Regions from separate parts of the Oryctolagus cuniculus genome. Here region 1 is linked to region 2. Evidence: chromatin contacts called from public Hi-C data. All regions are on one chromosome and are shown on one strand. Each heading gives the region's core, a stretch centred on a gene start, on an enhancer-like site or on the middle of the called end of the contact. The rest is flanking DNA. Distances are from core to core; before and after follow the strand shown.

What was found. A called contact is a pair of places that touch in the nucleus more often than the background predicts.
Region 1: a contact with region 2 is called in a Hi-C map of liver, with 5 times the contacts expected there. The contact joins two enhancer-like sites. A contact is called at or near these places in 5 of 6 Hi-C or Micro-C datasets (embryonic fibroblasts, liver, psoas muscle and 2 more).

Annotation. Positions count from the first base shown.
Region 1 is chr14:73,909,631-73,915,981 of mOryCun1.1, forward strand. It overlaps MOCS2 (molybdenum cofactor synthesis 2), which reads right to left. Exons shown (of 7, transcript XR_011382037.1): 3 at 4,792-4,936; 4 at 1,609-1,736; 5 at 966-1,116; 6 at 1-2. Among named protein-coding and RNA genes, the nearest start is that of MOCS2, 4.5 kb to the right of the region's middle. Within about 2 kb of position 2,306, at least 1 of the 8 cell types and tissues checked has an H3K27ac peak or open chromatin away from gene starts, as enhancers often do.
Region 2 is chr14:73,754,491-73,760,337 of mOryCun1.1, forward strand. ITGA1 (integrin subunit alpha 1) reads left to right here. Exons shown (of 29, transcript XM_008262192.4): 28 at 952-1,068. Among named protein-coding and RNA genes, the nearest start is that of ITGA2, 36 kb to the right of the region's middle. Within about 2 kb of position 2,976, at least 2 of the 8 cell types and tissues checked have an H3K27ac peak or open chromatin away from gene starts, as enhancers often do.

The DNA.
Region 1 (6,351 bases), core at 1,056-3,555, 150 kb after region 2:
AGCTTTAACAAGATGAAGAAAGACATCATCACCCCTGAATCTATGTGTTAAAAAATATGCTAGACACATGAAAAAAAAATCCATTGACATTCTTAGAACTATAATTTACTTAAAAATCCAATTTAGTTAGAAAACACTACTTCATCCCAGTTGCAGTCAGGAAAATAGACACTGGGTTGATATTGCAGCAATTTTAAGCATCTATCCACAAAAGCTGCTTGATGGGCACCAAGAAGAAAACAACTTTTCACTGACTCCACAAACAACTGATTCAAACCAGGAAGAATGCTAAGGAATACCTAGAGATACAAAGTCAAAAAAAAAATGGCAATTTAGAATATAAAATAATATATATAAATTATAAATAATTATATATAAATTATATAAAATATAATTTAGAATATAAAATAAACATTAATAGGCCAGATAACATTAGCCATTTATAAAATTACTGGTTAATAAAATTACTAATGAACAAATAATAATACAACATGATAGATGTAGTCTCAATTGCTCACTTCTTTTTAAAACCAAGAACTCTATTCTTTTTGATGGTACAAAAAGGCAAAGTATTTTAATGACTTTCAAAGCATTTACACCAAAAATAATCTGTAACAGACTGTAAACAGAGTCAAGAATACAAAACTCAAAAGGCAGGACTCAATGACTTTGACTTTGGCTCAGGTTCACACAAGCCCTAATGCCCAGGGCCTGAAAGTCTTGGCACATCTGCATTGTGTTACAGCACCCAAGGAAATAGGAGCACTCCCCAAATTACAACCCAACCAGCAGTCATGAGAGGCACTGGGAGCCATCACTGCTGTCCTTCAGAAACCATTCACAAACCTCCCTCTCATGGTGACACAGAATTCCCAAGAAAGATTCGAGTCAGAATTCTGATAGGCATTAGGACAAAGCTGGAAAGCAAGTGTCCTTCACTTCTAAATTGTTAAAGGAAAGCATACCCAAGTCGATGGAACACTGCTATGTGTGTGACTGGCCATTTCTGCCTGATGTCACTACAGATTTTTCTGACCTCGTTTTCCGCCATTGGTAGGTAAGCTTCATATTCTAAGCTAATGACTTTCTTCCCTTCAAAGTTATTTCTTGTAGTCCCTAAAAACAAAAACGTAATTATATAAGGTTGGATCCGTTTTTAAGAGCAAACAAATAGCCTACCTATTTAAAAATTACTTCAAGAAACTTGATTAGAAAAGCAAAGGATAATTATCCCAAAGATGAAAAGGAAATAAAATAACAGATCAAGATTACTGAAAACATTCAGGTGACAAATAGTCCCTTTTCCAACAGTTGCATCTGATACTTAAAGAAAAATTAAGGACTATCATTATGTATATTTTTCCCTTAAAATTTGGAAAATACCAGAATTCTCTCTGCTAGCCATGACTTATCCTACTCTTTATACTTCTGATTTAACAATGGTTAATTTGAAAGTTACGAAAACAAAACTAAAAAAAATTCTACTCGCTTTCATGAGCAATGGAGATTTACTGATGGTCAAACCTCTATCAACACTGAACATGAGAAGCACCTGCTCATTTCTACCATCCAGTGGAGCCAATTGATGCTATGAAAATTACAACTCACCTACAAATAGGGACACTGCACCACAGGGTGGAGAAATCACCAACTGCGAGACCTCATCCACAGAAAGTTTCTCAGCCGTGAATTTTATTATATCCTTAGGTTTCTCTTCAACATCATCCATATCTTTCCTAAAAATAAGATTTTAATAAATGTTAACATTAATTAATGTTAACACTAGGGCAAAACATTCAACTTCTAAGCTGTTTCAATCTACATTTTTTGTACATCAGATGTGTTAGGAGGCATGATTATTCTGAATGATAAAAATCAGTATAGAATTTTAACAAAGCTCAATATATTTATAAATATCCCTAATGAATCAGGTATGAAATAAAAAGAAATTTGCCACTGACATGATCACTAAACTGTAATCTTCTCAAATGCCAGTTTATTCGATTCTGTAATTGCCACTCATATCTCCCATCATGATACAGCTGTGCAAGCACCTTCTTCATCTATATGATATCACTTCTAATCACTGTTACTAGACACCACCCCCACAGTGCCTTTCCTTTATCCAAAAAGGAAAGGAAGAAAACAGAGGTGAAAGTGATTCTACTGGAACTAAGTTCCTTTCAAAGCCTGGCCCAATCCCAGCTAACTCAGGAAATAATAATATTCACCAGGGGTTATGCAAAGTCCTTTGCCATGCATTTCTCAACTCATTAGACATCATTACACACTCACCAAGGGCTATTATTACATACTCACTAAGGGCCAGAGACTAATCCCAGACTCTAGACACAGACCAAGCATCAAGAGCACAGGCTCTGGGCCGGTGCCGTGGCACAGTAGGTTAATCCTCCACCTGGGCACCAGTTCTAGTCCTGGCTGCTCCTCTTCCAATCCAGCTCTCTGCTGTGGCCTGGGAAGGCAGAAGATGGTCAAAGTCCTTGGGCCCCTGCCACGGGGGAGACCAGGAAGAAGCACCTGGCTCCTGGCTTCGGATCGGCACAGCTCCAGCTGTTACGGCCATCTGGGGAGTGAACCAACAGAAGGAAGACCTTTCTGTCTCTCCCTCTGTCTATAACTTTACCTTTCAAGTAAATAAAATCTTTAAAAAAAAATTAAAATGAGAAAAAAAGGGCTCAGAGAAGTCAAGGACTCGCTCAAGATGCTGAAATTCCAATAAAGAATTCTAAACAGATCCAATGTTCTAGTCCCTACTTCCTTCCAACTACTGAAAAGGAAAGCACCATTCTTCACAGACACCACGACTTTCCACCTACTGTGCATCCGTGCCACCTGAGCTTTTTCCCTGAAGCAAGATATAGGTAACCCTGCAAGCTTTAAACCCTCTTGAGCTTCCATGACTTCTGGTTCTACAATGAAAACTAAGCTGGCTGGTTCTAAGATCCCGTAACACAAACCCTGTCAAACACAATCAACAGACACTGCTGCTGAGTAGTCTTTCTAATCTTCCCAAAGAACAGCTGTAATCATCAGACATACCCGCCCCTTTAATAACAGCTCGCTGTGTTTTTAATAAATTCCCCCCAAAGCTGTGATACATATCTGCAAGGAATTCTATTATTTCCAGACAGCAGGTCCTGAGAAAGATCCCTAAGCGCTGACATGTTGGGTAACTTTGTATGTCAATTCTTCATTTTTCATTGCCCTTTAGTAGTGTGAGGGGGAAATGGGTGAAAAAAAAAGTAAAAAGAATCCTGGCTTATTCCTTTCTTTAATGGAATCGAGGTTCTGCTATTGACTATGCTGTTTACTTTCATTTTGGATAAAAACTATTTCAGTTTTCTTTCATTCCTAATTTACTAGTTTTTAATCACAAATGACTATTAATTCCTACATTACTTATTCTTCAGTTGACATCTCTATTTAAGTACTTAAGTAAAGCAAGATCTCTCCAGACCACACTGGATAATGTTTCTACCCACTATCCTACTCAGATATGGATTAATTTGCCTGAAAAGATGGCACAGTTCATATAGCTATCTGCAACAGAGCTATAGTTATTATTTTATATCAGGACATTGGTTAAATTTCTCAGACTTTCTACCTGTGCAGTTTTTCTATAGTTTTCAGTGCTTAAAAAAGCTATTGCTTACTATTCATGAACATGTCTGTCTGAAAGTACAGAGAGCCCAACAATGAGCTCAAGTTCAAATGTTGGCTCTATGCTTTCTAGCTATGTGTTCAAAGGCAACTGTAACTTCTCTGATTTTCAGTTTTCCTACTTGAAATATATGGATATTAATATTCCACAGCCTAGCACTGTGCCTGACAAATAAAATCTTAATAAACAATGTCAAGTGAAAACAACGGACAAATCAAACTTGGTATAGGCAGGACAAAGCGAGCTAGGTTAGGTTAGACTTGGGCAGACAGCCAAGTATGGGTGGTGGTGGTGGGGGGTGCTCCAGGGTCAGAAGAGCAGCTTCTGGTTAGTAAACAACACAAAAGCATGCCCTTAAGATATGCTTTGCAAAAACTAAATGGGGAACTTACAAAGCAAAAGTCTGGAGACTACAAATTAACAGAATAAGAGAAAAACCTGTGATTCTAAATTAGGGAACACAAGACCATGAAGAGCAAGGTAGGGGAGACTGGCTAACCCACAGAGAACACGAAGGACCACAGACTGACGAATGGCAGACAAGGAGGCAGAATGAGCTCACTCCCTTAAAGGACCTTACACAAATTTTGCAGAGGGCATAGAACCACCAGATCACTTTCTTTCAATAGCCTGTATGTGTGTTTGTTTCCTGAGAAAAACCATGTGCAGCTTCCCAGCAGTCTTCTCTCAGTTCTTCTCAATAAGGCCTTTCTGTTTTAAAAGCTCCCTCTTGCTAAGCCACATGGCGGCAAGAGCTGTCTCTGTTCACTTCAATGAAACTTTGCTTTAAAAATTTGCTTTCTCGTTTGTTCCTCAGCCCCAAACTTCGCCTTCTGGTTTGTTCACCAGCTTCAAAGTTCTTATCAACAGAATAAGTTCCCCAGATTCACATCAGCTGTAACAAACTGCTATTAAGTTAAACTGCTTAGAACAAAATGGACTCAGACGTGGTAGGAAGGTATCATGTCTGCCTGCACCCAGAGTCGACACATCAATCAAGAAGCTGGGATAAGCCCATTCGTTAAGAATACACGGTAACAGCAAAACAAACAGAGCTTATAATCTATGTATTCTTCTGCACAAGACTGAAAGAGACAAATCACACATACCTACATGGCTTAAATGCACTAGCCTCCACTAATGGGGGGGATAATAGCAATTTCGTCTCCGGGCTGAAGCTGGAGGAGCTGATCTCCAAGCTCGACATATTCTTGACGAACAGCAAATATCACCTGATTTCTAACATCAGCCAATCTGAAGGAAAAAAAAAAAAAAAAAAAAAAAAAAAAAAGATGAGCGGTATCCACACTGTGATCCACATCAAATCTCTTCACATTTGGATAAAAGACATACCCACTTAAGAACGTACCCATTCACTGCAAAGATCACATTCAACCATTAACATCTCTTCATCGCATGTTGTGTATCTTGGGGAATGAAAATAGCAACAAACACAAGACTGGAAGCAACATTCCAATCAGATCAAAAGTAAAGAAAAATTTCTTAATCACTACCCTGTCTTTTCAGGGATCGTCCATCTAAGTATACAACCACACTAAGCAGAGCTAGGAAGTTTCCTGCAGTAGCAGTTGTCTCCCTGAGGGTAGGTTAAAGGTAAAATTGAACAGAAGCCCCACCATGTTTCATCACCAGGTACTCTAAGAACAAAAGATGAAACTGTGGCAGCTCAGCCCGTCTGCCAGCTCCACTCACATCGCAGCTTCCTGCTAGGGTGAACCATGGAAGGAAGCAGGTGATGGCCTAAGTGTTTGGGTCCCTGCCACCTAGGTGGGAGACCCCGATTGATTTCTTGGCTCCTGGCTTCAGCCTGTCCCAGTGCTGGTTCCTGTGGGCATCTGAGGAGTGAACCAGCTGACAGGAGACTGTCTCTGCCTTTCAAATAAATAATTTTAAAAATACATGGAATCCGGCCGGCACCGTGGCTCACTAGGCTAATCCTCCGCCTGCGGCGCCGGCACACCGGGTTCTAGTCCCAGTCGGGGTGCCGGATTCTGTCCGGGTTGCCCCTCTTCTAGGCCAGCTCTCTGCTGTGGCCCAGGAGTGCAGTGGAGGATGGCCCAAGTGCTTGGGCCCTGCACCCGCATGGGAGACCAGGAGAAGCACCTGGCTCCTGGCTTCGGATCAGCACGGTGCGCTGGCCGCAGCGCACCGGCCGCAGCGGCCACTGGACGGTGAACCAACAGCAAAAAGGAAGAACTTTCTGTCTCTCACTGTCCACTTTGCCTGTCAAAAAAAAAAAAAACAAAAACAAAAACAAAAACAAAACAAAAAACAAAACATGCAATCCAGGAGTACTCATAGGTTCCTTTCCAACACACATTGTGAAATACCGTTTACACAGCACTAGGGTTTCAAGGTTAAACATCCAACACAGACTTACACAACACTAATATTCCCTAACACTCTCAAATAAGTCACTTTTATGTTTTGTTTCAAAAAGGACTTGAAGTAGGAATGACAGCAGTAAAACCATAGCTTTTAAAGAATTAGAAAAAAATGAAATATTGTCAAAACTCAAATCTAGCAGCATCCAGGGTTTGCTTTAGCTTATTTTTCTTTTAATCTTACACATTTCTATTCCAGAAACATGTACACACTCTTTTTGACATTAAGCAAACAAAAATTAACTTTTATTAAGTTTTTGAAGA
Region 2 (5,847 bases), core at 1,726-4,225:
TGAAGACCCATCATATATATGGATTTCCAAAAACATTTTCGCACAAAATAAACTGACCTTTTAATTTCATTTGCTATGAACTTGTTGAACTACTCACATGCCTGCTCTCTGAGTTTCCTGTTCTAATCTTCCCTATAGGTTAAGAAATTGAAATTTCTTACTCAGTAAAAGGCAAAAATAGAACTTTGAGCCATAGATAGCAACTCTGAAGTAGTTTCTTTTTTTCAGATACCCAAGGGCTGGGCCACAGATCAGACAAGTTTCATTGAGGTTTGAGCGCCACACAGAGAGCTTGAGTAGCCGAGTGCTAAAAGCTGTCCGTTTCTCAGTTGCATTTCAGTTCAGACCTAATTGCTAGGTGCTGAGAGAAAAGTCAATTGGAAGAAGCCATGTGGTACTATAAAAAAAGCACAGAGTGGTGAATATTCATGCAAATAGTCATTTATCTGTATTCTTGAAACTTACGCATTTGCTTGTATAACAATTATATTTTCAGTTTATAAACAACAAATAAGGTACATTAGAACAAGGAGACCTACTCAAGGTTTTATATGAGCAACTGTGATATTATATCCTAAACTGATGGTATCATGATAATGTAGTGAAGTCTGTTAATTAATCTTTGAAACATAAAATACTTTGGATCTCCCTGAGTTAAACAGATTCAATCCTACTCTTGAGTGTTTGGATTCACTGACATTTTGCTCTTGATGTATATATTTCTGAAGGTTAAGGCTATAAATACTTTATTGGTAATGATAAATTTGAAATGATCAGAGATTTAGAAAAGAAGAGGGGCATTTTCAATTGCGAGCTCTGTGTTTTGTCTGTCTGTGGTATAGAGATTGTTTCTACTATTTGTTAGAAAATTATGACCTGCAAAAACTGAATGTCCCACGAGTTCTGGTTGGGTGCTTATTGATGTTGACAATCGTGTTTAATAATTTTCAGCTTGCGATTCAAATCTCCAAAGATGGGCTACCAGGCAGAGTGCCCTTGTGGGTTATCCTGTTGAGTGCTTTTGCTGGATTACTGCTGTTAATGCTGCTCATATTAGCACTGTGGAAGGTAAGCACCAGAAGTTGTCTATTTCAAACATGAAGAGCACATTGATAAAATAAATTATGATTTGCCCAAGCTGTGAAGCATATTATTATACAGCAATGAAATGAATACTGAGTGATGACCAAGAGGAAAAGGAAGTGTTCATTTCCAATGCTGTGCACAGCTTGACCCCATTTTTGTAAAGGGGAAAAAAGTAACCTATCTTGGGGTGAATATATCCAAAATTGAGGGAGGACCTTTCTAAAGATGAATGTTATATGGGGCCAGCTCTGTGGCATAGCAGATAAAACTGCCACCTGCCTGCCAGTATCCCATATGGACACTTGTTTGAGTCTCGGCTGCTCCACTTTCCGATCCAGTTCCCTGCTAATGTGACTAGGAAAGCAGCAGAAGATGGCCCAAGTCCTTGGGCCCCTACACCCACATGGGAGACCTGGAACAAGCTTTAGGCTCCTGGCTTCAGATCAGCCCAGCTCCAGCTGTTGCCACCATTTGGGGGGTGAACCAACAGATGGGAGATATTCTCTCTCTCTCTCTCCCTCTGCCTCTCTGTAATTCTGCTTTCAAATACATGGATAAATCTTTTAAAAAAATGACCATTACAGAGGACAATGACATTTTAAAATTTCAAAATAGCTAGATATTACTTTTATAAGAAAAGAAAAATAAACACTTTTTTATAAAAAGATGGATTTTCTTTATTTGAAAAGCAAAGTTACAGAGAGAAACAGATCTTCCATCTATTGGTTTACTTCCCAAATGGCTTCAAGAGTCGGGGCTGGGCCAAGCCAAAGGTAGGAACCTGGAACAACATCCACGTCTCCCACATGGGTGCAGGGGTCCAAGTACTTGAACCATCTTCTGCTGCCTTCTCAGGCACATTAGCAGAAGTGGAATAGCAAGGACATAAACCAGTACTCATATAGGAGGCCACCGTTGTAGGCAGCAGCTTAACTCACTGCACCATGTCAGCCTCATAAAAACTTTTTATAGTAAAAAAGAATTACTATGTGTCAGTTTAAAAAATATAAGCCGTACACTCATGGTTAAGATAAATCTTGTCCTAATCCCATCTAAGTGCATCTTAGAAATCAAATACCTCTTTTACATATGAACAGACATACCACCTTTTATTCAATAGTTGTGCGCTGATAGAGAGATGAGGGATTTACTAATTAGTTGATATAAGGGAAATCTTAAAGTTTCAGACTCCTATTTCAAATACTTTTATAAAATTATGAAATTTTCTACTTTCTGTTGAGTACATCTGAATATTTACATGGATGCTTTGCTTAGGCCTAGATATGCCATATTATTTTCCAACAAATTGAGAGGATAGCTTTTAGTATACATTCAACAGAGCATAAAATCTCATTAAAGGGCCGGCGCTGCGGCTCAATAGGCTAATCCTCCCCCTTGCGGGAGGTTCTAGACCTTTCTCTCTGTCTCTCTCTCTCACTGTCCACTCTGCCTATCAAAAAAAAAAACTCATTAAAAAGTATAATTTAATTTTTCCAATTAAAAATCAAATTGGCATTTATTCTCACTGTGTCTTATGTGGTGTTAAGTTGAACCAACTGTGTCAGAAACATCTTGTTCCAGCATATTTATTTTTCTAATACCTTGGCAACACATGATTTAGTCAAATAGTTTAAACACCAAGTTTCTGTTCTTCTGAATTACCAACTGTTCCTATTCTTTTTTTCTGTGATGACTAACTTCCTCTTTCAGATGGTTACTCTTAGAGAGGATGAACAAAGCCATGTTAAACTCGTAGTTCCATGGCACTTAATTCAGTAAAATTCTTGACATTTTTGCAGCAAAGTCACCCTGACAGAGCGAATTCTCCACATCAAATGTCTAGCAGTTCCTTCTGTATGTTACAGTGCTAGCGCTGCAGTACCCGAATCTGCCACACTGTGGTGCTCAAGGTCTGGCTCGGCAGGGCCAATGTTGTGCTTGAAATGTAAGATGTGCGCCTCTAAGCAGAGGGAGTTACTTGAAGCTTCCTTCAGTGTGGTCTTTTATTCCTACCGTCGTATCGGACCCTCGCACTTGCCCATATAGTTTAAGGACACGACTGACAGAAGAGGAAAACCAGGACTGATATCTGCAGATGTTCCCTGGCCTCGGCTGTGTTTAAGACTAACAAACAGCAAGTTTCAGCCACCTTGATTTTTCGGGGGAGGTCACTAGTCTCAAAGATCACAAATGTAAAAATAAACACATTTGTCCATCATCCAGTTAGTGTTGTGGTGATACATAGTGCTGATGGCTCCCTACATCTCCTTAGGACCCCAAAGAAGGTCACTTAGCAAACCCTGGACTGTTTTGACCTGAAGGTTTAGTAAATTCAGCCACTCCCGTGGGAAGCCCAGATCGGTAGTCCCAAGGCAGGAGGGAAGAGAACTTGCTCTCACTGAGTGTTTCCCCTACACCAGGAACTGTTCTCAGTGTTTCTGTCTTCAGCATTCCCCCCTTAATACATCAACCCCGTGAGGGTTTCCTCATAAATGAGGAAAATAAGGCACAAAAAATTTTGTGTAGTTTTCTTTTTTTTTTTATTGACAGGCAGAGTGGACAGTGGGAGAGAGACAGAGAGAAAGGTCTTCCTTTTGCCGTTGGTTCACCCTCCAATGGCCGCCGCGGCCTGCACGCTGCGGCCGGCGCACCGCGCTGATCCAATGGCAGGAGACAGGTGCTTATCCTGGTCTCCCATGGGGTGCAGGGCCCAAGCACCTGGGCCATCCTCCACTGCACTCCCTGGCCACAGCAGAGAGCTGGCCTGGAAGAGGGGCAACCGGGACAGAATCCGGCGCCCCGACTGGGACTAGTACCCGGTGTGCCGGCACCGCAAGGCGGAGGATTAGCCTAGTGAGCCGCGGTGCTGGGCAATTAAGTGTAGTTTTCAAGACCCATAGTTAGTAAGGTTCTGATTAACAATATAGACCTCTGCCACTCTGCTGTCCTCGGGCAATCTTTCAACCACGTATTTGAGCCTCATCTTATACCTGAGAACATTAAAGCAGAGAGGTTAATTCTCCCGTGATCACCAGCAAGAATGACTGGTTTCAAGCAATGGTCAATGTGGAAAGCCTACTGCTCTCCAGTAAATCTACCTGCTGCAGGTTCTAGAGCTCAAGAAATCAGGTCTTGTTCAAGAGGGCTGTGAACTCTCCAAAACTTCCAAAACTGTTCAGTTCTGGAATGAGGGCCCGGGTGGGTCAGGCTCTCAGGAGCTTCAATGCACTAAGCAGCTTAGTTCCTCCTCTCCCCATGCAGTAAAGCTTTGCAGGGACCTCCCTGAAGCGTGGTTCGGTCTGCGTGCAGTAGGCTCAGAAGAGCTGCTCTCCTCAGCAGGCAACTTATAGGAACACGACCTAGAGCAGACACTTCCTGCTTCTCAGATCCTTCCAGTCTGGAAGTTCCTTGGGACTCCGTACTGAGACCCTCTGTAAGGAACAGACCAAAGATTCCTACTAGATCAGATATTCACTTTCAAAAGACAAAGTGCTTGTATATTTATCTTCACTGTACACATGACAGAAATTAAAGCTGGACAAAAATCTTAGCAGTTTCTTAATATACTTCCTGATTGATTGCAGGAGAATTCTAGAGGACAAAGATTTAAGTAAATTGCTAAATGTGACCTGAAATAGGGACCACATGCTGAGGGAGACACGCAGTCAGGCCAGTGTAACCACCTGGGCGAATGACACAGTACACGGAGGAACCACGAGAAGGTGGACTGTGCCTCTCCAAACTTGATGTGATGCTGATGCCTGAAGTTCCACCGCTGATGGTTTTTCTGTTCATACTTCAGGTTTAGCTTTGTTCCCCATCCAATGTGCACATCCTTGCTGGAGATGGGATGGTGGTGGATGCAGAACTGCTCACCGCATTTTTAGCCTTTTATACATCAGCATGATGTATTTTATACATTAGTATGAGTTTTATACATCAGTATGAATTTATTCTGTCCACATTTATTCAGTCCAAACTGCATTCATTAAGCATTTACTTTTTCCAGAGATAGTTTAGTCAGACCTTTTGCCATAAGAGTTTGTTTCTTTTTTTAACTATTACTTATGTTATTTATTTGAGAGATGGCAGAGGGCTGGGAAGAGTGAGAACAAGAGCAAGAGTGAGTTCCCACCTGCTGGTTCACTCCCCAAATGCTTGCAACAGCCACAGCTGGGCCAGGCCAAAGTCAATCAGGAACTCAGACCAGCTCTCCCATGTGGGTGACAGGAACCCAACTATTTGAACCATCACCTGCTATCTCCCAGGGGGCACAAGAGCAGGAAACTGGAAGCAAGAGTGGACCCAGGACTTAAACCCATGTGTTATGATGTAGGACGCAGGTAACTCAATCCGCATCTTAACCCCTAGAGGAATACAAAAATGATCATTAGACAAATACAAGATAAACACAAGGAAAGGGACTGCTATAAGGAAAGTGTAGGTGCTGAGAACAAATTTTCTCTGTTTCAACTAGGACTGGCCCAGTCTGAAGCTATAAACTATATTGTCCTAATCTCCATTCCAATCATCCAGCTGCCATTAAAAACCCAATATGAACAAAATTGGCCCAGTAAGTTTAGAAAACAGAAGTTAAGTTTTAAAATAGAACATTTAATGTGTAGAAGCAGAGGAAGTTTGAACAGAAGCAAAAAGACGCGAGAGAGAGAAAGGAGAGGTTGAAAGCTAGGAAGAGCAGATAGAGAAGAGAGCCTTAAGATATGCTACCTGCTCTTGTAAAGCCACGACTGATTTACTCTC